4 separate regions of the Mus musculus genome follow, and regions 2, 3 and 4 are each linked to region 1. Evidence: chromatin contacts called from public Hi-C and promoter capture Hi-C data. All regions are on one chromosome and are shown on one strand. Each heading gives the region's core, a stretch centred on a gene start, on an enhancer-like site or on the middle of the called end of the contact. The rest is flanking DNA. Distances are from core to core; before and after follow the strand shown. Region 1 holds the start of Mcm2 (minichromosome maintenance complex component 2). Region 2 overlaps Chchd6 (coiled-coil-helix-coiled-coil-helix domain containing 6). Region 3 has its middle 29 kb from the start of Dnajb8. Region 4 holds the start of Rpn1 (ribophorin I).

Evidence for each region. Promoter capture Hi-C pulls out the DNA fragments that hold promoters and counts their contacts. A called contact is a pair of places that touch in the nucleus more often than the background predicts.
Region 2: a promoter capture Hi-C map of hippocampal neurons shows a contact between it and region 1, with 4 times the contacts expected there. The contact joins the enhancer-like site here to the promoter of Mcm2 in region 1. A contact is called at or near these places in 3 of 39 promoter capture datasets (cranial neural crest, hippocampal neurons and liver), 3 of 115 datasets of contacts at active chromatin or transcription factors (bone marrow-derived macrophages, embryonic forebrain and large pre-B cells) and 1 of 9 other capture datasets (liver).
Region 3: a contact with region 1 is called in a Hi-C map of the G1E-ER4 cell line, with 2.2 times the contacts expected there. The contact joins the enhancer-like site here to the promoter of Mcm2 in region 1. A contact is called at or near these places in 2 of 39 promoter capture datasets (liver and pre-B cells) and 1 of 484 Hi-C or Micro-C datasets (the G1E-ER4 cell line).
Region 4: a promoter capture Hi-C map of embryonic stem cells shows a contact between it and region 1, with 2.3 times the contacts expected there. The contact joins the promoter of Rpn1 here to the promoter of Mcm2 in region 1. A contact is called at or near these places in 19 of 39 promoter capture datasets (the 3T3-L1 cell line, 3T3-L1-derived adipocytes, the C10 cell line and 12 more), 2 of 484 Hi-C or Micro-C datasets (B cells and CD4 T cells), 10 of 115 datasets of contacts at active chromatin or transcription factors (the 230-238 cell line, the SCID.adh cell line, T-cell acute lymphoblastic leukemia and 6 more) and 2 of 9 other capture datasets (adipose tissue and liver).

The regions. Positions count from the first base shown.
Region 1 is chr6:88,897,040-88,903,103 of GRCm38.p6, reverse strand. Mcm2 (minichromosome maintenance complex component 2) reads left to right here and starts at 4,324. Exons shown (of 16, transcript NM_008564.2): 1 at 4,324-4,459; 2 at 5,588-5,817. The coding sequence starts at 4,454. It overlaps Tpra1 (transmembrane protein, adipocyte asscociated 1), which reads right to left and starts at 853. Exons shown (of 12, transcript NM_011906.2): 1 at 574-853.
Region 2 is chr6:89,495,532-89,501,982 of GRCm38.p6, reverse strand. The region is part of intron 4 of Chchd6 (coiled-coil-helix-coiled-coil-helix domain containing 6); the gene reads left to right. Among named protein-coding and RNA genes, the nearest start is that of Gm46966, 46 kb to the right of the region's middle. Within about 2 kb of position 2,767, at least 41 of the 459 cell types and tissues checked have an H3K27ac peak or open chromatin away from gene starts, as enhancers often do. A contact at or near this core is called in hippocampal neurons, where this site is marked.
Region 3 is chr6:88,248,445-88,254,402 of GRCm38.p6, reverse strand. No RefSeq gene overlaps it. Among named protein-coding and RNA genes, the nearest start is that of Dnajb8, 29 kb to the right of the region's middle. Within about 2 kb of position 2,137, at least 15 of the 459 cell types and tissues checked have an H3K27ac peak or open chromatin away from gene starts, as enhancers often do. A contact at or near this core is called in the G1E-ER4 cell line, where this site is marked.
Region 4 is chr6:88,082,916-88,089,086 of GRCm38.p6, reverse strand. Rpn1 (ribophorin I) reads right to left here and starts at 4,614. Exons shown (of 10, transcript NM_133933.4): 1 at 4,293-4,614; 2 at 673-737. The coding sequence starts at 4,556.

The DNA.
Region 1 (6,064 bases), core at 3,075-5,574:
ACTTCTGATTTCCCCCCTGCCTCCACCTCCCGATTCCTCCACCACCACCCAGTTCTTTGGTGTGCTGTTTATAGAACTGGGACTCCATCGGCAGCAGGTGTATTTACATGCTTGTGTGTCTTGTCTGTCCTAGGTCTTGTGACCCAACCCTCTAGAACAGGTAAGATCTCAAAAAAATGCTATGACGCGCACACATTTCCAGCACAATGCAACCAGGCTGGACAAGGATTGGGGGTGTCTGGACCCCAGACCCCACCACCCCCTCCTCGCTACGGAGCTAAGTGGAGTTGCCCTTCCTTCCGCAAGGCCAGGAAGGCAGAGGCAGAGCATGGGCTGGTCTTTCCGGCTGCCGCTGAGCTCTGGCTGCACCCGGAGCGGCGGGTGTCCAGCTCCATCCAGGATCCGGTCCTGACCGCTAGGGTCCCCAGAAACTTCTCAAAGGTTGTCTTGCGGCTGTACCCCAAGTGGCACGGGGACAGAAGGAGACGGTAGGCCCGAACCCGAAGAAGGAGCAGGGGCAGGGCCTCCTCGCTAGCTTGGCGGAGCAGGAGATGAGGACTCGGCCGCGCTTACCTGAGAGCAGGGCTGCGCAGGCCGCGGGACTCCGACCCCTGCGAGGTAGCGAGAACCGGGGAGCGTCGCGCAAGAACCGCAGCTGAGATGCTACGTGGATCGGTCAGAGGTGGCCGGACGCCGCCAGCGCGCAGGACTCACGGGACCCGCGGACTTCCCCGGTCCTCCCCTGGCAGCGGCGACTCTCAGGCGCCTTGGCTAGTGTTTTTCGTCTAAGCAAAACTGTGAAAACAGTCACAACCCCTGTTTGTGGCACTCATCCCCGCCCCCTCGGCCTCCAGCAGCCTATCGTAACGGGATTCCACCCACAGGAGTGGAACAGACCAATAAAATTCCTCAGATGGGCGAGGCGGCCCGCGGAGCTCTTAAAGGGACTGCAGTCGAAGCAAAGCAAAGTGTGGGTGACGGAAACTTCAAAGGGGAGAATTTTTTTTCTGCACAGCTTACCCCTAAAGCGTTTCGGGAAGCGTACTGAGCACGCTGTGCCTTTGCCCCGCATCTTTCTGCGGACAGCTCCAGTCCTCCGACCGGGTCGCCCTATGTCTTTGAGGATGGCGCCTAAGGGACCGGCGCCCCATAAATACTGACCTCTGGTCACCTGGACTAGGAAGGAGGGAAGGAAGGGCATCCCTTCCTCGGACGCCCTGTGCTTGCCCACTTCAAAGGGATCTGGCGTTTACAGGGCTCCAGTCCTGGTCTCAGTCACCCTGAAGGCTGGGTGCTATTAGTGGCGTTTTGCAGAAGAAACCTGAAGGGGTTAAGGGAATAAGTCCAAAGCCATCCAGCTAGGAAGTGGCCAGACCAGATCTCTTGCTTAAGCAGGTGCCTTCCAGAGGGACAGTCTTTCCTGTCTGTCGCCTTCCCTCCCTGTGGGACACCCCCAGGGCAACTTGGAGGCCTCATCTCAGGTCATCTGCTTACCTGTGCACCTTTGGCCGGCCACAGGATCTGCCCTATAGGCCATGTATTTTCAAACTTGTGGCTGCCCTTGGGCTTCTCTGCATGCAACCTCGGGCCTGTCTTCTCACATTCTCTCTTCACAGAGAGCTTCCTGGGCTCTCCCTCAAGAGTAGGTATTGACTTGCCTACCCCTTCCTCAGGCATTGGGGGGGGGGGCAGTGTGTCTCAGCAACACCTTAGAGGTGCCTCAGTGCTGGTTAAAGATGTAGGCACCTGTTTATTATAGGATCCCAGGACTGCCCCGTCCTGGTCACACAGGGGCTGGAATGACTCTGGGCCTCTTTGTGATTGGTCCGAGACTTAGCATCCCTGAGACTTCCAGGTTAGTCCCATTTGTCCATTTTGGTCTTAGTCACAGAAGCTGGCTGTGCCTGCCTGCGCCTACAAGGTCTGTAACAGCCACCCTGAAAACCATCAAGAGCTCCCAACTTCCTGCCAAGAGAATACAGTGCCCTGTTTAGGAATAATAGCAAAATACATGTCCTAGGCCCTCCTTGACCTCCAGGTGTCAAAAAGGCCACAGGAATTGAACTCAGGGCTTCTAACCATGCTCATAACCACTAAGCCTTTTCTCCAGCACCTGTCCCCAAACCCCACTGTCAATCACAAGGGCCTAGGGACTAAGCAAACGGGGTGTGGTGGGATGATATGTTTGTAATCCCAGTGCTCTTGAGGCTGAGACAGAAATATTGTCTCACACACCTTTAATCCCAGCACTTGGGAGGCAGAGGCAGGCGAATTTCTGAGTTCGAGGCCAGCCTGGTCTACAGAGTGAGTTCCAGGACAGCCAGGGCTACACAGAGAAACCCTGTCTCTGAAATAAATAAATAAATAAATAAATAAATAAAAATAAAAATAAAGAACTATCGTCTCAAGTTTGAGGCTAGCCAGGGCTATGTCTCAGAAGAACAGTAACAGTATGTCACTCTGCACTTGACCCTCTGGAATTCGGGGCTCCATGTGTGATGTCTGGGAGATTTTTACGGCATTTGCTGAGTGATGGAGGTCATCGAATGCCTCTTTCCCTCTGGCAGCAGAGGCAGTTGCTCCTCCATCACTGTGGCCTCTGCATACAGGACAGTGTGGCATCCAGGAAGTCACATGAATGGGGATCGGTCAGGTAGTGTTCCTGGCTTGCACCAGTGCAGGGTATGGACAGCTGTGCCCATCTTGGGAACCTAAAGCATGTTTGGGACACTGGGACCCTCCCTATGTCAATCTCACTCGCTGTTCTGATCTTTCAAAATTACAAACCACACCTCTTTCTATCCCATTACAGTAAAGGGATTACCCACCTGCAGGGTCCTTCCAGGCCTGTGGTGACTCTACCCCTCTCCGTTGTCACCAGGTCTAGCAAGGCCCAGGCTACTTGGACTCTTCACAGAATGTGGCTCTGGTTTATCTTGTCCATGACACCCTGCTAGTAAGGATGGGTAAGCATGGAATGGCAGACCAGTAATGAGAGATTCTATAAAGGAGGAAGATAAGTTGTTTTTTGTTTTTTTTTTTTTTAAGAATTGGGTGCTTGTCATATCATTGGAACTTGTAGGGGCCTAGGGGCTTATGGTGGACACAGTCAGCTTTTCAAAGAACATATCCTATTATGGTGGCATAATATGCTTTCTATTTTTTATTTATTTATTTTTGAGTCTCTGGCATATAGATGCAGTACCTTCCTGCATCGATAGCAGCTCTGGGTACCACAGTGGCATCCAGCAGACAAGAGGGTGTGGATTCCTGTCTCAGAGGTCATACTAGCCCATCTCCCTAAGATACCCTTTAGCACCTTGGGGTATCTCTTGTACTATAAAGCCTGCAGATCCCCCTTTCTGAGCGTCCTTCCTGATTTCCTCTCTGCCCTACACTAGGTTCTGTGTGGGATTATTGATGCTGTGCATACAGCAGAAGTCACATCCTGCCCAGTAGCTGAGAACCAGATGCCTAAGACTGTAGGAACAGTAGCAGGCCTCTCACTGGAAGCACTCAGCCTGTCTCTGCCCACCTCGTCAGGTGGTAGCTACTGATTCATCCTACACCTCGATTTAACAGATCCCTCAGGTGACCTCATGTCAGGACAGAGCTCCAACTCCTAGACAGACTGCTAATCTGCAGTCTGAACTCTCCCACCTTTCCTGGGCATTACAAGCTTTGAACCAAGGGAGTGGTAATCCCTATATACTCCCAGCCTTCGCTGTACTGCATCACGCACCAGGCCCTTTTCACCTGGAACATCCTCCCCATACCTTTGCCAACTGCAGCCAAGTACAATTGATTCCCACTTTGATAAAAGCCCACAGCAGCCTGGGTGCTTGAAGGATTGAACCTCAGTGCTTTGGGAGAGGTTGATGCCAAATCAGGAAGAAATCAGAAAACAAGCTGGGCAGTGGTGGCCCACGCCCTTAATCCCAGCACTTGGGAGGCTGAGGCAGGCAGATTTCTGAGTTCGAGGCCAGCCTGGTCTACAGAGTGAGTTCCAGGACAGCTAGGGCTACACAGAGAAACCCCAGCCTCGAAAAACCAAAAAAAAAAAAAAAAAAGAAATCAGGAAACAGTCTCAGTTGCAACAAGTGGCCATACCGACACTTAGATACCTAGGTCACACTCTAGAAGGCCGGATTGGTCCTCAGAGCCACTAGTGACCCAAAGTCCCGCTTCCTTGCCTTAGCGTGGTAAACGCTGAAGGGTTAAGCCTAGGTGTGCAGGAGGCGAGGGCTCAGCCTTTTGAAAGCTGTGGGCGGGGAGCGGGGCGGGGCTTTCTGGTGTGGGCGTGCCCAAACATTCTAGCCCTCCTTCCGCTCTAGATTGACGAGGACGTAGTGACGTCTGAGTCCTCCCGGCGCTTCCCGGGCATGGGCGGGTCACGTGGTCTAGTTTTCGCGCGAAAACCGGTGGCAGCTGGTGCGGTGGAGCTAGCGCAGACATGGCGGTGAGGAATGGGCTGATCCCGGGCGGGCGGTATTCAGCGATCTCGGCTAGCTTGGCCGGTATCTTCCTCTAGTGGCAGGCTTGAGTGCGGGGCTACCTGCACCAGTCTGGGACGGGTCGTCTCTGCTCTCCTCATGTGTCTCTAGGCCCCGGGTTTACACGCACTTATGGTGGTGAGGCTGCAGGAAATGGAACCCAGAGCCCCGCGCATGTAGGGAAAGCCGGCTACCACGTAGCTGCGTGCATCCCTTCTCTCTTGAGAGTCTCATAGCTGGGCCGGGGAGGCGTATGCCTTTAATCCCAGCACTAGGGGGTTACAGGCAAGCGGGTCTTTGAGTTTTACAGAGTGAGTTCCAGGGCAGCCAAACTGCACAGAGAAACCCTTCCTCAAAAAGAAAGAAAGTAGAAAGGGTCCCACTAAGTAACCCAGGCTGGGGTTGAACTCGCTCTGTAGTGCGGGTTAGCCTTGAACTTGGCGATCATCAGGCTTCAGCCTCTAGGTATTTTGGATTTCATGCCTGTGACATCAGGCCCGGCTTTCCTACTCTGTTTTGTTTTTTTTTTTTTTTTTTTTTTTGGTTTTTTGGTTTTTTGGTTTTTTGGTTTTTTTTTTTTTTTTGGTTTTTTCGAGACAGGGTTTCTCTGTATAGCCCTGGCTATCCTGGAACTCACTTTGTAGACCAGGCTGGCCTCGAACTCGGAAATCTACCTGCCTCTGCCTCCCAAGTGCTGGGATTAAAGGCGTGCACCACCACTGCCTGGCTCGGCTTCCCTACTCTTACTGTTAGCGTTTTCATTAAAGGTTAAAGATCTGTTCTTTCCACCATTCACTTCTAGAATAGTGTTCCTTGATGCCTCTTTTATCTTCACCTCTTGTTTCAGCACCCAGCATATTGTGGGGTTTGGGCTAAGTGGGGTGTGAAAATAGATTATAAACAGGTTTTTAAAAAAAACTACATAGCCCCCGAGGTTTTTCATAAGACAGACATGGACAGATCTGAGGGACTAATATGTCCCTGAGAACAATGCCTAGTGTACAGGAGACAGACTGTGGGAAGGCCCCATGGTAACCAGGAGGCTGTCAGCCTGTGTCCCTCCAGTGTCTGATGGCAGACTTTTTCTCCTACAGGAGTCTTCTGAGTCTCTCTCAGCATCTAGCCCTGCCCGTCAGCGGCGCCGGATCAGTGATCCCCTCACCTCCAGCCCAGGCCGCAGCTCCAGACGTGCTGACGCCCTGACCTCCAGCCCTGGCAGAGACCTCCCCCCATTTGAAGATGAGTCTGAGGGGCTGCTGGGCACAGAGGGGCCCATGGAGGAAGAAGAGGATGGAGAGGAACTCATTGGTGATGGCATGGAGAGGTAGGCTGTGGTTAGGTGGCTTAGCAGAAGGACCCCCCCCCCCCCCCCCCCCCGTGTCTGGTGGCCTGGCCTTGGGGACCCATGAGTGTATGAGCCAACCTGGTGACTTTGCCTTTGTATATGGCTTGGTTGGGATGTGGAGGTTCATCACCCACTGGGAAGATGCATTTAGCTCACTGTATACACCTCAGACTAGACCCTAAAGCCCAGGCAAGCCCCCGCTTAGGAGAAGGGGACCCATAGAGTC
Region 2 (6,451 bases), core at 1,518-4,017, 600 kb before region 1:
CTGTGTTTATGTATTATAGAGCTGATTGAGTTAGCAAAAAATGGAAGTTCGTAGGTCTGTATTGTTTTTTGGAGTCTAATATGGTGTTTTGGAATTATACAGACATAGAACAAATTAGTTCAGATATTTTACATGAAAACTCCATTAGTAAACAAATCTTAAAATGTTGTCGACCATTTTGAATATTTTGGGTCCAGAACTCCAGTCTGCCTTTCATTGGCTGCATGGCCTTGGCCATGCCATGCTTCTCCTCTGAGTCCTGGCTTCTCATTTTCTAGAGAGGATGCTCTCCCTACCTCATTGACCATACTGAATTGTTATTAATATTCAATTGTATTGTGACTGAGAAGATTCAAATTGAATGTCAGTAAGTTACATGCCTGTCCCTGTGTGTACACATTCCCAAGTTACTTGGTGATTTAAGAAGACACGAGTCAGGGCTACGAGTTGTCTTAGTCATTAGAGCATGTACTGTACTTCTAGAGGACCCAAATTAGGTTCCCAGCACCCATATCAGTGATTCACAGTCACCTGTAACTTCAGGTCCATGGGATCCTATGTCTTCTTCTGGCCTCTGCAGGTGTCTGTACATAGAGCATACACTCATACAAACATGCTGACACATAAATAAAAATAAATTTTAAGCTGGGGGTGGTAGCACACGCCTTTAATCCCAGCACTTGGGAGGCAGAGGCAGGTGGATTTCTGAGTTCGAGGCCAGCCTGGTCTACAAGGTGAGTTCCAGGACAGCCAGGGCTACACAGAGAAACCCTGTCTTGAAAAACTAACTAACTAACTAACTAACTAACTAAATAAATAAATAAATAAATAAATAAATAAATAAATAAATTTTAAAGACATGAGTGGACACTGAATATGAGTGGTTGCCTTCCTTCAGTGAACTTCTTAGAGTTTAGTACCTGCTAGGTGTGGCCACCTTGTGCTGTGCTCACCTGCTCTAGGGGTCATCACAAATACCCTCAGAGAAGAGCATCAGCCTTGTCTCTGAACAGAAGCAGTCTCTTTTTCACTAGAGAGTACAACTTGTCACATATGACTCATAGGCCTGAGCCTACTCTGAGCATCTGGACAGCCTGTCACTGTATGGATTGAACCTGGATCCACAATGGACTGCTCTGTCCCTCAACACAGCATACACCAGCTTGTAAAGGCATAGAGCTGATTTAGGTTGACCATAGGAGTTTGTTGCCAGAGTAAATTGCATTAGTGACTTGAAGGCCACTCACTGTGGCTTGAGGAACTTTGGGGAAACTATGAGTTCTAGATTCTAGTTACTTCCCACCCAGTTGGAAGAGTCCAATTGTACAGGAGTCCAATTCCAACCCAGTCTTTGTGGGGCAGATTCCACAAAGGGACTGTTTGGAACCATGTTTGTTGCAAATAACTTTGCTGGTGACATAACACCAAGCAGGCTAATTTATAGCTTTATTTGATCTTGCACTTATTCATTGAAGAGCCTTTTTCTAAGAGCTCTGAAATGTGGTGAGAGACCGTGTAGGTAAGGAGGGTGTAGAGCAGAGGGATGTGCTTCTAAGGTTGGAGGTAGCCCCTTGCTGCTCCTGTGGCCTCATTAGTCCTGGTTCTCTTGTGATTGCCATAGTTTCCCACTAAAAGACTATGTGATGGATATCTTTCATTTTTGTGGCCAAATCTAACTTTTTATAACTTGGAAGTCAAGGTATGTGGCTGTGCCTCTGCTGGCCTCATCCCTGCTTTCTCTAGGAGAAGACATACCTTTGTTGGAGGTACGAGGAACTCCTTAGCATGTGCAGAGCAATCAACAGTTCAGGAATGACTATTCAGACAGCATTTCCCCTTCCCCTGTCCAGAAATGAATGTCTATCAACATCAAACACCTCCCTGCCCTCAGCATTCTGCCCATGCTCTCCTTCCCATCTCTACCCTGTCCCACACCTACAGCAAGGCTGTTGGGATACTCTTGTGCTCTACCCCTGCATGAGGACACACTAGAGGCCTATGAGCAGGAACACTGTTTTAACAATTTCTGGCATTAGCAGCAACTACCAGTTGGATGCTTGAGAAAGATTCTTTCAGGGGAATTACAGGGAGCTTACATGGAAGCTTAGTGCTTTCTTGTTGGCTATGTTAACAGCCAGTTGAAAGAGTGATCATGTTGCCATTGTTATGATCTGATGGGGTGTGATGATCAGTGGCCTCAATTGGCCAGCACCCACTGTCACCGAGGGAAAGCTGAGGGCCTTCTAAAGGAGCTAGTTCTCAGAGATTTAGGCTCTGTAAGTTCTGAGTGGGCCAGGATTCTTGAACTTCCCTGGTTCAAGAATTGACTGTTGTTGCACTTTATCCTGGGAGTAGCTTCACCTAATGTGGATGGAGCACAATGGACTTTTCCTTCAGTCCTAGAGGATCCACAGCTGGGAACTTGTAAGGATGAGGAGGCTTCTGCAGCCTATACAACCTCCTTTCACTTTTAGTAGATGGCAACATGTGATCTGGATCCCAGCAGCCTTGCAAAATGTTGTTGCCTGTCTGTGCTGATGCCTGAAAGCCAGAAGGCAGCAGAGCCTTATGCAAGAGGGGAGTTGGGTTGTTTTCTCTTTACAATCAAGTATGTTGGGGTTTTGCCAGATAGATTTTCCTCTTGCCTTTTTACATTTTTTTTCCAAATGAAAAGCTTTTCTGGCAGATGTCGTAAAGCCACTTCTAGGGCATTGATAGTTACCTAAAAAAGCCCCTGGCTTCCTCTCCCCGCCAGCTGACTGTGCATTTCAGTGCCCCACATCTGTGCTGTCTTTCACAGAAGGCTGAGCCTGCAAGTGCCTGCTCTGGTGAAGACCTGGCCTGTGCCTGCGGGCCCCCAGCACGGGTCTGTCCCTCCTGCTTAGACTCTTATGACCTCACTTTCACCCTCCCTCTGTTGGACCTGAACCTGCTGCAGCTTTCACGACTCTCATGGCATTCAAGGCCCTGTGAGATCTGCCTGCATCTGGCCTTTCCTTTATCTCCTCATTTGCTGATTCAGCTTGCCTCTTCCGTCTCTCATTGGCCTGTGCTGTGCTGTGCTGTGCTGTGCTGTGCTGTGCTGTGCTGTGCTGTGCTGTGCTGTGCTGTGCTGTGCTGTGTGCTGTGCTGTGCTGTGTGCTGTGCTGTGCTGCCTCTTTTGCTGTCTTCCCTGATCTTCCTCTACACCTTCTTTCCTACTTCCCATTAGAGAGGAGTCTGTCCAGATCATGTTACATGACACTTATGAGCAGTAGAATATACCTGAGGACAAGGCAGAAAGGCCAGGGTTTGTGTCCTGTGTATCCAGTCCAGCTCTTCACAGAGCTTTTTCTTTTTAAGGACAGGGTGCCCTGGTAGTCTTGGTAGGAAGAGTGTCTAAGGTGACCTGTAAAGCAAAGAGTAGCATCAAGACATGCCTCCAGATATCTGCCTGCTTTAGACAACTCTCCTATGCTGCTGGACTGGAAGTCCTTCTCTCTATGCCCGTGCCTTGGCAGCTGACAGATAGAAGTAGCATTTCTCACTGTGTTGCAATTGTTTGCAAAAGGCTCTTTTCCCTCCTTAAACAGGTGCTTTGACTTGACTATGTTGGATTCACCCTACACAAAGCCACTTAAGCCCTTCCTAGATGCCTTGTTCCATAAGTATGTGCTCAAGGTGTACCACTAAACTCAGAGAGTCAGAGTCAGGCTCCCAGAGGTGGCTGCTCCCCAGGGAGATAGGCAACCTTCCTTTCTGCCTTTCATTATGTTTATTACCTGAACTGATTTTGACTCTGTATTAAAATGTATTTGTAAAGAGAAAGTAAGTGAAGGCCTTATAAAGGGAGTCTGTCAGTGTGGGGCCCAGTGTTCTCTAATGCAGATCACCATGGCAACATGGTAGCCTTCACATTTCACTAGTTAAGAAGATGAACTCTTCTGCCCACAGAATCCAACCGGATTGGCCACCATTACTTAGTGCTCTGTGCAGCAAGTCTTCCTGAAAGCCAGCAGACCTCATTACCAGGGACCTTTCCTCAGCAGGGATCATCATCTATCTAGCTGTCTTGGTCCTTCATGTCTCCTTCTTGACCCCCTCCTGCATCAGGCCTTGTAGCACTGTCTAAAGCAGGCCTGGGGTGAGCAATGGCCCATATGGCTTTTATCTGCATGCCCGCTGCCTCTCTTCCAGGCCTGTGAGAGCATGGTGAGGTGGGAGTAGATATTTCTAAGATGTTTGTGTAGTAAATTGGCTTGACCTCAGTGTGGTGTCATCAGCCTTAACACACCTCTCAGCAGCTTCCATGTTCTCTGGCATCTCGCTGCACTGGAAGATGCCAGCTTCTCTTAAGCACTTATTCATAGGAAGAGAGGATCACTGAATCTGGACCTGAACTTTTAAGTACTTGTGCTAACTCTTGAGTGCTAGTGGTAGGATTTCAGGTATGTGCCACCATGCCTTGCACAGGCCTTTTGCTGTCAGCTCACTATCCTCTGAAGTTCTGCTCACCATCCCATTCTCATGATGGAAAGACAGGCTTATTCCTAGCCTTTTCTCTGTTTTGTTTGTTTTTAGGGGAGGGCAGTAACAAGCTATTAAGGCTGGATGAAGGCACAGTAAGTCTAAATTTTACCAGGAGCAATCCAGAAGAACAGAGTAGCTAACTCAGTCCCAGAATGCTGTGTGGCACCTGGGGTTCTGCATGCTGCACGAATGCAACTCTAGCTTGGGCTGAAGCTGACAAGGCTGGAAGATTATAGTCTACCTCTTGATATGATACTTGCAACAGGAAGACTGGCCTCTCTGCTCCTCTCCCCTAGTGTCAGGCTACAGCATAGCCAGGCAGTGACTACCATGAAGGTGAGGAAGCCAGCTGGCTGCAGCCCACCAGAAACCTGCTTTCCTTGGCTCTCAGCAGCTCTTTGTTGACCAGGGTCTTAAGAGGCCACACCTGATAGAGGTCTCTGGGCAGATGGAGGTCCATATGCCCATTAGAGTGCTAGATTTTGATGTTGGACCCCCAGGGAAGATTGGGCAAGTCTTGGAATCATTTGGGCATATGGACATAAGGGCATAAAGACAATATACCTAAGCTGAGATTCTAGCTGTGACTGGTTACCAATATATAGGAACTTGCTGGACCTTGTTCTAAGGAATTCTCTGCTGATAAGGATACTTGAGGGTTGTCTAATAGAAGGCGCCTGGGAGTCTGCTTTGGATAGCTGCCTGAGTTGTTCTATCACAGATGCAAAGAACCAGCTCTGGAAATCCCCACTCTACTACCTGCTGTCTGTGTGTTGTTGATATGGGTATAACTTGCGAAATGCATCTAGCCCTGAATAATGCCTCTGGAGGCCATAACTATGCTCCAGCCATTTCCCAGCAATCTCTCTTGGAGATTTATTTCAGATTATCTCCTCTTTGGTCTCCATAGCCACAGTGGTTGGTCAGGTATTTCTTTTCTTTCTTTCTTTTTTCTTTTTCTTTTCTTAGCGTTTTCTTAAGGCATGACAGAAAGCATGTAAATTTGAAGCCATCAACTCCAAACAGTTTTACATGGGCATAATTGCTCTTTGACCCAAGATGTAGACCATTTCTAGCATCACAGAAGGGCCACCATGTTGACCCTGTCACTCCCGACTGGCTTGTGAGCCTATGGAAGTATGTGCCGTGGTGCCTCTGGCTCTGCAGTGTGCTTGTGGGATTTACCTGTGTTGCATTTGACAGCTTTCTGTTTGTTCCCAGTGTTTCATAACATTCCCATCTGACTGTGCCATGGCTTACTTGTCCAGTACATGTGCTAGGTGCTGGGGCTGTCCAGGGCTAGGCTAGTATGAATAATGTGCTGTGGATTTTTAAATTTTTTACTCTTAGATTTATTTTTCTATGTGTATGAATCTTTGCCTGCATATAAGTAGGTGTACTACATGCTTGCCTGTTCCTTGCAGTAGTCAGAAGAGTGTGCTGGATCCCCTAGACTAGAACTTTGTATGGTTGTGAGCCACCACGTGGTGCTCGGAACTGAACTTCGATGCTCTGCAAAAGCAACAAGTGCTCTTAAGCTCTGAACCATCTTTCCAACCCTGCTGTGAATGTTTTATAGATGAGCTTTGGTGGGTGTAAGCATTTATTTTTGTTAAGTATTCACCTAAAAGACAACTGCTGGATCTGAACATGTGTATGGCTTTAGTAGATAAGACTAAATAGTTTTCTGAAGTGATTGCACCAGTTTGTACTCCCATAAGTAATGTCTAAGAGTTCATTTATTCCATGTTGTTCTTCTCAACATTCATGGCTTTGATGTTCATTGTCTTGGGGGAGATTCAACGTTAGTTATCTAACTCAGGACTTATTCCATCTCCCCAAACACTAATCATGAACTATGGACTTCTCCATTTCATCCCCCAAACCCCACACTACAATTGCTAACTCTCACCCTTGTCTAGCCTGCAGAAAAATTGATACA
Region 3 (5,958 bases), core at 888-3,387, 650 kb after region 1:
GCAGACTGGACCTTTCCACCATGGCCTGTACCCTTTCTTCCACCTCAGCCTGCATGCTGAGGTCCAGCTGGTAAACCTGTAGGTCAGAGGTCCCTCAGCGCAGGCTTAGGTGTTGCTCAATACACTGAGCCCCTGACGTTATCGTGGGCCTAGAGGAGAGAGCAGCAGCAAAACAGTGACTTCCTGCGGCCACAGCTGGGGCCCCTGATAAAGACTACTGGTGCCTGGTGACCCTTCTAGGGATGCCCTGTGGGCACACATCCCGCATGACCACTTCTGGGCCCAGGCTTTGTTTGGCCCTGAGGTACACAGCTGCAAGGGACAGTGGTAGGGTGGGGATTTCTTTCTCTATGTGGTTCCCATCAGTCCCCACCCTCCCCTGAGCCATAGGGTTCCCTAAGTCTCATGGAGGCAGGGATGGAGGTAGCCAGAAACCTTTTTCCACAGCAGGGCTCCAGAAGGCTCTTTGGGCCCCAGGAGGAGACTTATGCGTTGCTCACTCTCCAGCTTCAGGCCTCTGCCCTTTACATCTGCCTCTTTCTGTCTCTCTTGTCCCTCATAGGCTGGGCTCTGCACTTGTCTTACCCTGAGCCCACAATTCCAGCTCTTCCATCAGGACCTGGATGACCAGGTGGGAGGAAGAAGTGGCAGCCTCTCCAGCCAGGCCCACGGGGTCTTCTGGCTCTCGTCCCAACTCCTTCCCTCTGCATTTTGCATCCTGTAGGCAAGACCCTTACAGAACCAGAGGGACCCCAGCTAGGGGTCGAGAAAAGCAGGAGGGGACAGGCTTCCCAGAGACCCAGGAAAAGTCTCTGGAAACCAGTTTCTCGAAGGTCTCATGAGTTGAGCTTAGAGCAGGTTACAGAGACCAGATTTCTAATCCTACTCCACCCTTAAATCCATTACCCACACAAAACTATCTGTTCCCCATCACCACTGACCCCCATCATAAACTTCCAGCACTAATTTCATCACTGTCACGGCCATCAGTAAATTCACATCATTGTCACCAACACCATTGTCACCAGCAACAGCATCTCCACCACTACCCATGATGGACCAAACCTGTGAAGAAACCCTATCTTCGGGACAGTGCACCCTGCCACCCCACCCAACCCCCAGTATGGCCAAGAAGACACTCAGGCCTCAGGAGCCAGTAAAGAACACAGCTGTATATGGGGACTCATCCCACTTGTTCCTTCCAGTGGGGACATAAGCTGCCCCTGCATCTTGGTCTGTCCTACACAGATGTAGAGATCCATTCTCAGCATGGTACCCATCAGGGTGGCTGCCAGTGACAGCTGAGGCCCTTTGCTTGCATCCTGTATCTACATGTTTTATTACCCAGGTTGTGAGCACCTGAAATCCCAACACTTGATGGTGAAGGCAGAGAGATGAGAAATTGAAGGTCGTCACCCTCCCTGTGGACCAGGAAATGCAGAGATGAGTGGAGCTGGGCTTGGGACAGAAGCAGGAGTAGAAGTGATGTGAGCAGACTCTGGAGCTGGGTAGTGGGGATCCAGGGACAGCCTCAGCAGAGGAGAGTGCCCTGATGACTAGGCTGCTTCAGATTTGGGGCTGGGAAGAGGCCTGAGCTAGACACACAGGGGAGAGCCTCAGGCAGCTCCTCGCAGGTGCAGGGTGGCGCCACTGGAGGCAGGTGGTGTGGGTGGGTGCTGGGCAAAACTGTGCAAAGGCAGAGAAAGATGGAGCAATGCCTCTCTAATCAGATGTGAGTGAAGATGACTGGGCGATAGCCAGTAATCGTTGCATCTCCCAGTTCTTGGTACTTGCCCAGAGGGAAAGAATCGTCAGTATGCTGTCTGGCCCTGCCTATCACTATCCCAGCAACCCTGAGGGGATAGAGCCTTCTCTAGGCCTGGCGTCAGCCACGTCAGAGATCACCTGCAGTTGTGGGCTAGGTCTCCTCTCTGGGATGCAGGTGGTTTGCTTGCCTCTGTGAGATGGGGAGAGGCTTCATCATAGACTCTGCAGAGCTCCAAAGACAACACAGATCAGAGGCCACAGCATGAGCCTGTGGCGTGGACAGGCAGTGGGCCACCGATAAGAGAGACAGTTGTCAGAGTCATGGGGACCACTGATAAAGCAGACAAGCATCTCCCGGTGGCCGGAAGGTGCTGGGAAAGCCAGTAGGGGCACCCACATGGGTAGCCGTGCTGAGGCTGCTGGTTAAGGGCAGGGCCCACCCAGCCTCAGCAGGCAGCTGCTGCATAAGCCCAGCCTGGAAAGGAAACCTCCAAGTGGATCCCCAGGGCACCCCAGCACTCCAGATCCTCCCTACAGCCCCAGTGCTCTCAGCAGGGACGGTCCTCCTCCATGGCCATCTGCTCCTCCAGTTAAGGACAAGTAGCCAGCACAGGGAGGACCGAGGAAGTTGGAGCTGCTAGGGCAATAGGGCCCTGTATCACATGTGACAAGCCTGCTGTGGGTGTGGCACATACTCTCACTCACAAACTCATGATAGCCTGTAAGATGTCCTTCCCTCCATCCCTTCCTTCCTGAGTCCCCAAAAGGCCAGGTGACAGAGTCTGGTGAAGGTCAAGGGAACCCCCTCAGGCAGGCACCCTTGAGTATGCAGGCACTGGGCCCCTTGCAAGCCACCTGCCAGCCATAAGGTCTGAGGTATTAAGGTTGATGGCATAGCTGGGTTGTCTCAGGCTCTGTTCCAGGTAGGGCTTGGTGGTCACCATCCCAGTTTCAACCCAGGGACACACACAGCTGAGGCTCAGGAATAGAGGAGGAGAGCCTCACAGGGTCATCTGATAGTGTGAGGCCTGGGGACTCTGCACCCAGTCTGAATGAGTCCAGAGTCCACACCCTTTCCATAGAGTGCTGTCTTCATGTGCTTTGTCACCTTGCCTATGTATGCATGGGGAGCATCCTGCTTCACACTGGACAGCAGTCCCTCTCCCTGGGACCATCCTGCTTTTCACTGAGGAGGGACAGTTCCGCTGTCCCTGCCCTGCCTTATATACTAGAACCTGTCCTGCATTATACTGGGGGAGGGGCGGGGTGTTGGTCCCTCTCACAGCCCCAGCCATGCTCCTACCTTGTTCACTCCACACTCACAGTGAGGGAGGGCCCAGCATGTCACTGTCCTGCGGGAATATGGGACAGGGTCTGTGGCTGGGGCTGCAGACCTGCTGAATCTTCTTGTGAGGCAGCAGCATCCACTTGCTCAGCACAAAGCGTCCATCTGGGAGGAGTGACACCTACCCAGAAAATAATGAACAAGTGGGCAACACTCCCTGGAGCCATGGTCTGTGGATGCAACGCCATGGTCCTCACTCTCCAAGAGCCTGTTGGAGCCATCTCTCTCTCCTGTGAGGCAGTATGTGCAGTGGTCAGTGCGGGGCATGTGGACCCGTGCATGATCAGCCAGAGAATCTTGCCTCTGCCTTGGGTCCTCAGCCATCCTACCCAACGTTTGCTCTCTGTACCTCCCTGAGTTGGAGTGCCAACCTGGGGCCACTTATGTCCCATCCTGCCCCCTGCTTAGCCTCTTGAGACCAATCCTCAAGTCAGTCCCCATCCTACCCCAGACCCTGCAACCCTGCCACAGAGCCACCACCCTACAGCTGGGCATACAGAAGCAGCTTAGCAGCTCCTGTTGGCTCTTTTGTGCCCTTAAATCAAACTCCCCTCTCTCTCTCTCTCTCTCTCTCTCTCTCTCTCTCTCTCTCTCTCTCTCTCTCTCTCTCTCTCTCTCTCTCTCCCTCTCTCTCTCTCTCCTCTCCTACATGTACATGTATATATAAAGTTTTATTTATGTGTATGAATGTTTGGCCTGTATGTATATCTGTGTACCACATGCATAACTGGTGTCCACAGAAGAGGGAATCAGATCTCCTGAGACTAGAGTTACACATGGTTGTAACTCCATATGAGCTACCATGTGGGTGCTGGGAATCCAACTTGGGTCCTCTACAAGTACAGCCAGTGCTCTTAACTGCTGAGCCATCTCTCTATCTCCCCTTAAATATTTTGTGTTGCCAGCCCCCCACACACACACACACACACTTGGGAATGTTTTAGGAATTGTGTTACACACTAATCTCTATCCCCAGCCACAAATAAGTAACAAAGCATGAACCTGAGCTCTTACTGTCTCGCATCAGACAGCTGATAATAGCAGCTGCCCCATTCTCCCAGCCCCGCAGCGCACCTCACCCAGAAGGACATCCTACTAGGCCTAGACTTCCAAGGCCCAAGATGATCTGGCCTGTGTACCGAGGGGCTGTGTGCTGAGTGACTATGTCCTGAGTGGCTGTGTGTTGAGTGGCTGTGTGCTGAGTGGCTGTGTACTGAGTGGCTGTATGCTGAGTGGCTGTGTGTTGAGTGGCTGTGTGCTGAGTGTCTGTGTCCTGAGTGGTTGTGTGTTGAGTGGCTGTCTCCTGAGTGGCTGTGTGCTGAGTGTCTGTGACCTGAGTGGCTGTGTGTTGAGTGGCTGTGTGTTAAGTGGTTGTGTGCTGAGTAGCTGTGTCCTGTGTGGCTGTGTGTTGAGTGGCTGTCTCCTGAGTGGCTGTGTGCTGAGTGTCTGTGACCTGAGTGGCTGTGTGTTGAGTGGCTGTGTGTTGAGTGGCTGTGTGCTGAGTGGCTGTGACCTGAGTGGCTGTGTGCTGAGTGGCTGTGTCCTGTGTGGTCGTGTGCTGAGTGGCTGTGTGCTGAGTGGCTGTGACCTGAGTGACTGTGTGTTGAGTGGCTGTGTCCTGAGTGGTTGTGTGCTGAGTGTCTGTGTGCCGAGTGGCTGTATCCTGCCTACCAGCCTGGCCACCTACATGTGCCCCTCACCCCCCTGGGCTTCATTCCCCTGCTGGTCAGACCATCCAGCTGTGTTCAGACTGCTCTCTGCTCTCCTCACTCATTCAGTGTCCCTGTAGGATGAGCACTGGGATGTGGCTTTCTGTCCCTCTCTGCTACCTGTCCTAGTGCTGGGCAGAATCAACAGCAGACTTGGCCAGGTGCCAACACAGTAGTGCCTGGGATGTGAAGAACAACTGAACTGGCTGCTGATGAGTCTTGGGGGTCCCTACTAGGCATACATCCCTACAAACACATCTGCTTGCATTCGGGATGCTACTATTTGGTCAGCCTTCACCCACAGGGCAATGTGCCACCTTGAATATTCAAAATACCAGCCACATCTACAGCTCCTCCTCCACTGTTGGTGAGCTCTATAGCCACCTGCCCCACCAGCCCTGTGGGGCCAGTGCCCCCCCCATCCCAGCTCCCAGCAGACATGTGGTACCATTCTACCCTCCGTGGACACCATGCTCCCCAGGCCCTCCTGGACCACATCTTCTAGCTCCATTGCTTCTCTGCTGTTCAAAAGCTAAATTTGGTTCTCTTAGCCTGACAGTTAAGGTTGTAGGATATGGTTGGAGCCCACTAACCTGCCAAGACCACCACTCTTCCACTGCCATCCTTGATCCTCGCCAGGCTCTCCCTCCCCTTCCTGCTGTGCCACAGAGAGCACCTCCTGCCCCAGCTGCCCAGTGTCCCTACACAGGCTCCCTCTCCCGGCTTCCGATGCCACACCACTCCTTCCTGCCTGCTCCGGATCCAGGGGAAGAGCAGCTAACTCTGGCTCAGCAGAGATGTGACCAGGACTGAGGCCAGGTGCCCAGCGCGGCTAAATTTATTCTCTCCTCACCACCACCTCGCCTAGCCCCTCCCCAGCAGCCATAAAACTGAACCAGCTGCTCCCAATTCTACCCAGCACCCCAATACCTTAACCCTGCCCAACATCCTAAAGGCCCAACACTCTAACTCTACCCAAGCCCCTAACTCTACCTAATACCCCAATTCTACCCAATATTCCACCTCTACCTGGCACCCAACTCTATCCAACATTTCACCCAACACCCAAAATTTGCCCAGAACCCCACCTCTACCCAGCACCTCAACTGTTCAGCACCCCAAACTCTGCCTAGCATG
Region 4 (6,171 bases), core at 3,365-5,864, 810 kb after region 1:
CAAAATCAACTAATTTTAAAAAGAAATCCTGTCTCAAGTAACAAAACTTTTCTTTAAAAAAAAAAAAATGCTTAGGGCAGGGAGATATATCAGTGGGTAAAGGTCCTGCTGTCAAGTCTGACTACCTGAGGTCAATCCCCAAGACTCACACGGTCGAGAACCACTTCTACAAGTTGTCCCCTAACCTCCACACATCAGCTGTAGCATGCATGCAAATGAACAAGTAGGCATAGCCTGTAAACTAATGAATGAATTTTCTAAGCCATGAATGTATTCCTGTTAGACCCAGTAAGTCATTAGTAAAAGTTCGAAGGCTTTTTAAAATGTTCCCATGGGGTTTATTCTCGGTGATTAGAACATGAACAATTTCACAGAGAACCCACAGCACTTCAAGCTCTCCATCTTGTCCTGGGACAATGTTATCCCCTTCTCGGCTTCACGTATCAGCTCTGCTTCTCCTCTCACTGCTGGTCCTGAGTAAGCAGTGCTCGCCTTTCCTCGCCAGCTCTGCTGACAGCTCAATCAATCCTACATGTGGTACCATCCCAACAGGAGTCCCTCCCCCAGTGCAGCCAACTCTAAGCTGGACAACTAGGGGATGCTCTGAAATCTCCATCTACCCTGCCCTAAGTATCTGTTTCATTCACCTTAGAAACACATTGGTTAGCTTACCTTTTCCCTTTAATTTTGGTTTCTCGTACTTCTAGGTTGTTGTCTTCCTCATCTTCTCCCTTTATCTATAACAAGGGGGGGGGGGGAAGAGTAGTTTATTCTTTTTTTATGTTTGCAGTTCTAAATTTTAAGCCAACTATTAACCAACTGTTAATAGTTGACTGTGAATGCCCCCAAAGGTTCATGCTTAAATACTTGGTTCCCAGTGGGAAGTTTGACTTCTGGGAGGATGTGTGTCTAAGACATGGGTGAAAACTCCAGCCACTCCCAGTGTGCTCTAGGCTTCCTGCTTGTGGGTCAGGATATGCTCTAGCTACTGGCCACCTGCTACCTCTGCCTCACTATCATGGACTCTGTCGGAAACTGTAAGCGTCAAGTAAACCTCCCATAAGATGTTTTATCACAGCAGTAGTAAAGAAACTAATATATCAACTATCTTATAATATTTTCACTAAGGTAACTTTTCAAAATTTCTTTTTTGTTATTGTGGGATGTGTGTGCACATATATTCGCCATAGCACATGTGTGGAGGTAAGAGGACAACTGTCAGGAGTCATTCTCTTCCACCTTGTTTTTGAGACAGGATCTTTCCCACTGTTTCTGCCATGATATACCCAAGCTTCCTGGCCTGCAAGCTTCCAGGTGAGTCTTCTGTCTCTGTTTCCCACCTGAAGGTACCAGTGTACTGATATTACAGATGTGGATCACTCCACCAAGCAAACTCCAGTCATCAACAGGCTGTACTGTAAGTGTTTCTAACCCTGTGGTGCTGGGATGGATCCCAGGGCCCTATCCAGGACAGGTGAATACCTTTATCAGTGAACCACATCCCAATCCCATCAACTTTTTTTCTCTGAAACATAAGATTTAACTTGAAACACTATCAAAGACTTAACTGGTGTACAAAATAAGTTCTGTAAAACATCTTATAGACATTTTTCTAAACAATCAAATACACACAAAGACCTCATCTCCACATTCACTTCCTAAATGGTCCAAAAACTTCTTTCTGAATATTTTTTTTAATATTCAAATATCTGTAAGCAGAAAACATAAGGAAACAGCAGAAGTCCTGTATGTAATCAGAGTGGGCGCAGTGGCAAAGGCCTTAGGGGAAAGGGCCCTGGTGGCCACTATGGCACACTCCTGTATTATCTAGCCTTCACTGCCACCAGCCATGTAACCAGGTTAACTCCAAAGGGTTGCTGAGGCTTCCTGAGGGGTTATCTGGAGTGACAGACTGTGTGCAGTCTGTGGAAAACATACATGTATTCTACTGACCCTTGGCTAGCCTAACCTAATGCCCACCAAAATGAAACAAAACAAAAAACTATTTCCTAGGACTGAAGCAATAATTCCCAACAGAGAACATAACACTACAAAGAATAATTGTATGTGTTGTTCTCAGACCTGCACTCAAAGCCTGGTGCAGCTCAGCATGTGCTTTACCACTGCTCCACACCCCAACCCCACAGGAAATTGATTTCTTTTGAGACAGGGCCCCAAGTAGCACAAGCTAGCCTCACACTCCCTTTAGGATGACCTTAAACTATTGATCCTCCTGCCAACTGCTGGAATTGTATAGGCAACTATCACTATATCCCAACTCCAAGAACACTTTTTAAAATATTATCTTTACTATTTCAGTATCTTAATATTTAGACATATTAAGACAGCTACAGTGTATTTATGTATAGTAATAAATCTTTGGACTGGGGCAAGCAGGAACTGAGCAAGCAGAGTTGACAGCTACAATGTCCTTACATATAATAAATAAATAAATCTTAAAAAAAAAATGCATTACTTAGTAAAAGGTCAGAAAGCTAGGCATGGTGGTACACAGCTGTAGTCCCAGTACATGGGACAGACAGCCAAGATGATCAGCAGTCAAGGTCATTTTTAGCTATCAGCATTCTGGAGGCTGGGACAGGAGGATTCTAGGTTCCAAAACAGTCCAGGGACAACACAGCAACACCCTGTCTCAAACAGTGTAAGAGAAAAGGATGGTTCAAACTACATAATCCTACTGTCCTGCTAGCTCCTTAAAGGTTCCTGTACTCCGTCCACCTCGCCTAAGTTTCCAAGGCAATGTGTGCCCTTTCTTATCCTCTTTATCACCCAGTTGCTTCTCACCTAGGTAAGGAGTATAAACTCGTCTTCCTCCAGAGTTAACACAAGTTACTGTAAGTCAGTAACATGACTGCAGAGCTGAAACACAAGTCCTAATTTCATGTCAAGGCCAGAAAGCAAGGTAGCAATAATGCAAATACACCCAAGGGTATGGGACAAGTCAGACCTTCATTTGGGGGAGGGGGGTTAATAAGCTCCAAAGCCAGATACTTCCACAGTCATGTAAGAATTCCTATGCCTCAAAAGGTTGCTATAGGGTGGGGAATGTTCTTAAAATACCTGCCACAGCCTTTTCTTTTCCTAATTTTTCTTTTAATGTACATGGGTGTTTTGCTTGCAAGTGGGTCTGTGCACCCTGAAACTGGAGTTACCGATGGCTGTGGAATTGAACTTGGATGCTCTGAGCCATGTAGAGGGACCCAACTTGTATGCAATTCCCACCAGGACAGCAGCAGGGTGGTAAGCCTCTGCTGTGATCTGATTATACTATGACTTCATTAAGTCATGACTGATTTTCACAAAACAGGACTGAGCATCCAATGAAGTCATGAATGTCTTTCCAGAAATATTTGAGGAAAGCCATGCTGAGCATGAACAAGGCTTCAATGTAAAGGGGACAGGAGTCACTTCAGTGACTATTATAAGTCCAGCTTTATAGCTCCATACAGTTAAAAAGAATGTGGTGTGCTTAGTCTCCTAGTAAATTGGGTAATCACTTAATGAATATAGTTAATGAGAACAGTAATAAAAATTAACCTGTGTGGATATTCCCTCTATTCCCAAAGCCAGCGATTTCTTTCCTTGAAAGGTATAAAAGTGTATTCAATGAAAAGTACAGAAGGCTAAATGCTGAAGTGTTCCAATGAGAGACGGTGGGGAGGAACAGACCTGGGCTTCACCTTTCTGTACAGCATAAGGGGCTGACTCTTCAATTAGTCTGAACATTAAGAAAGCGTTAAGCAGCAGCTTTCAGAGGAGTGTTACATTAACCGGGTGCGAGGAATGACAAACTTTAATACCAGAAACCTGCTGTATTTCTGAACGCTGCTGTCTGGAGAGAACAGACTACACCAGTCAATTGCATTCAGGAAATAAATTGTCTTAACTCACTGATAGTCCTCCACTAGACGAGCAAGTCCAGGGGACAGAAAAGAAGCTGGGTACCCGAAGTACCGCACCCGGCCACAGCCAAGATCCTCTTGGGGTGCGGAAGGAGGTCGCCAGGGGACCAAGGGGTCGCCTTGGGCTCCAGAGCAGCCACGTGGGCGGTGCCCCACGCTCGGAAGCTTGTGCTGACGTGTCCGAGAGGACACGCGGACAAGAGAGACGGCGGACCCCAACCTCTCCGCTGTCCCCCTCCAACACCTGCCTTTCAGACAACCAGACACCTGGAGGATCCCTAACGCCCTCAACCTCCCCGCCCCTCCCCAGGGATCCCCGATCGCCTCAGGCATCCCGCGTGAGGTTCGCCGGCTCCTCCCTCCGCTCACCTGCACGCCTAGGTGCGCAAGCCGCGACTCCAGTTCTGGCTCCAGGGCCAGAACGAAAGAGCTGGCTCGTGATGTGGAGCCGCCGCCCGGGTGTACCAGGACCACCTCAGCCGTCACCTTGGCTAGGTGGCTGCTCAGGTCCACCGTGCGCTTCACGTCCTCGTTGACCAGCGGCGGAGCCTCCGAGGAGGCGCTGCCGGGCGTCGGGGCCAAGGCCCCGAGACATAGCAGCAGCAGCAACAGCAAGGCGACCGGCGACTCCATGACCGCGAGCTGAGCGCCACCGACACGCGCCCCGCCCCCCCGCCACGGCGCAACCGCTGATTGGCCAACAGCACCACAAGATGGCTGGGCCCGGTCAGAAAGGACCCCGTCTCCAGGGCAACCGGGCGATCGTGGGGCGCCTGATTGAAAATCTTAAAGTGCAGGCGTACTTCTTGGGGCGCTTAATAGCCGTATTCACCCCTGATTTCCTTATATCCTGTCTGTTTCCTTCATGCTTATGCAAAATAACTCTGGCCTCTCAGCTCAAAAACAGTATACTATAGCTTAGTCTAAGGAACTAACTTTGCCTTCTCTATAGTGATACGAATGCTAAGTGGGCAAAAGTTTAAAGGAAAATGGGAAATTTCCAGAAACTCAAGTCTCTCCTCTAATATTTAGTTCAACCATTAATGTGAGTGATGGCAGAAACCTTAAGCAACTAACCAAGGTTGATGATATTAACCTCAGATACCTGTTGACATTTATCACAGTTGTAGGAGTCCAAGGCGAAGTCACTGGCAGGACTAGCTGTCTGGTGAGGGCTGCTATTTACTACCAAGGTGGCACTTTGACATTGCATGCCTTCTAAGGAAGGCATTGCATATCGTCATATGACAGAAAGGCAGGAAAGGGTCTCTCTGAGGCAAGCCCTTTTACAAAGGCATCTTGCAGATGGATTCCTCTAGTGCTATCATCTCCCAAAGTCACACTGAAGAATTAATGACCAAAAACAATGAACTTCAAGTGAGCAGAGAAACTGTAGTCAGTGTACTGATACACCTGACAAGAAAGCCAGCTTAGTGACGAAAACATCCAATGGCATTTTTTGGGCCTTGAAACCATATATATATATATATATATATATATATATATATATACATATATACATATATATATGTATGTATATATGTATATATATATATATGAAAAAATCTACAGATAAAACTTTGCTCCCCTAAAGTTCCCTTTTTTCAACCCTATAAAATCTCCAAGCCCCCTGCACAATGGTTGTGTACAGTCTCCACTCCCCAAATGAGAATGCGTCCCAATGTTGTTGCTTGAAGGATGTAATTCGAAGGTAAATTTTGGGAGGAGATGGAAATATTCAAACATTGATACCAGCCAATGAGAAGAGAGAATGGAGGGCTGGCCATGCTCCTCCCTACAAAGCAGAAGTCAGGAAATTAGCACCTGCAGGCCAACAATCTATCTGTGTCTATAAAGTTTTATTGGAACATAGCTACGTTCATTTGTCCGTAGCTTATGATTGCTTTCACAGTACAACAGTAACAGTAGTGTAGTTGCAAACCAGACTATATGGCCCAGAAAACAAAACTACTTACTGTTTGCACGCGAGTACATACATTATGTATGCAGAGACAGCTTAGTGGTTAGGAGGATTTGCTGCTCTCTCAAAGGACTTGAATTCTTCCGGTTCCCAGGCTCACAACTGCCTGTCAGGCAAGGATCTGATGCCCTCTAACCTCCACAAACATCCATACACAGATGTTCTTCCTTCTGTTCCTCTCTGTCTCTGTCTTTATCTGTCTCTCTGTATCTCTTTCTCTCTCACATACACACACATAAATATAAATTTAAAAATAAATCTTTTTTT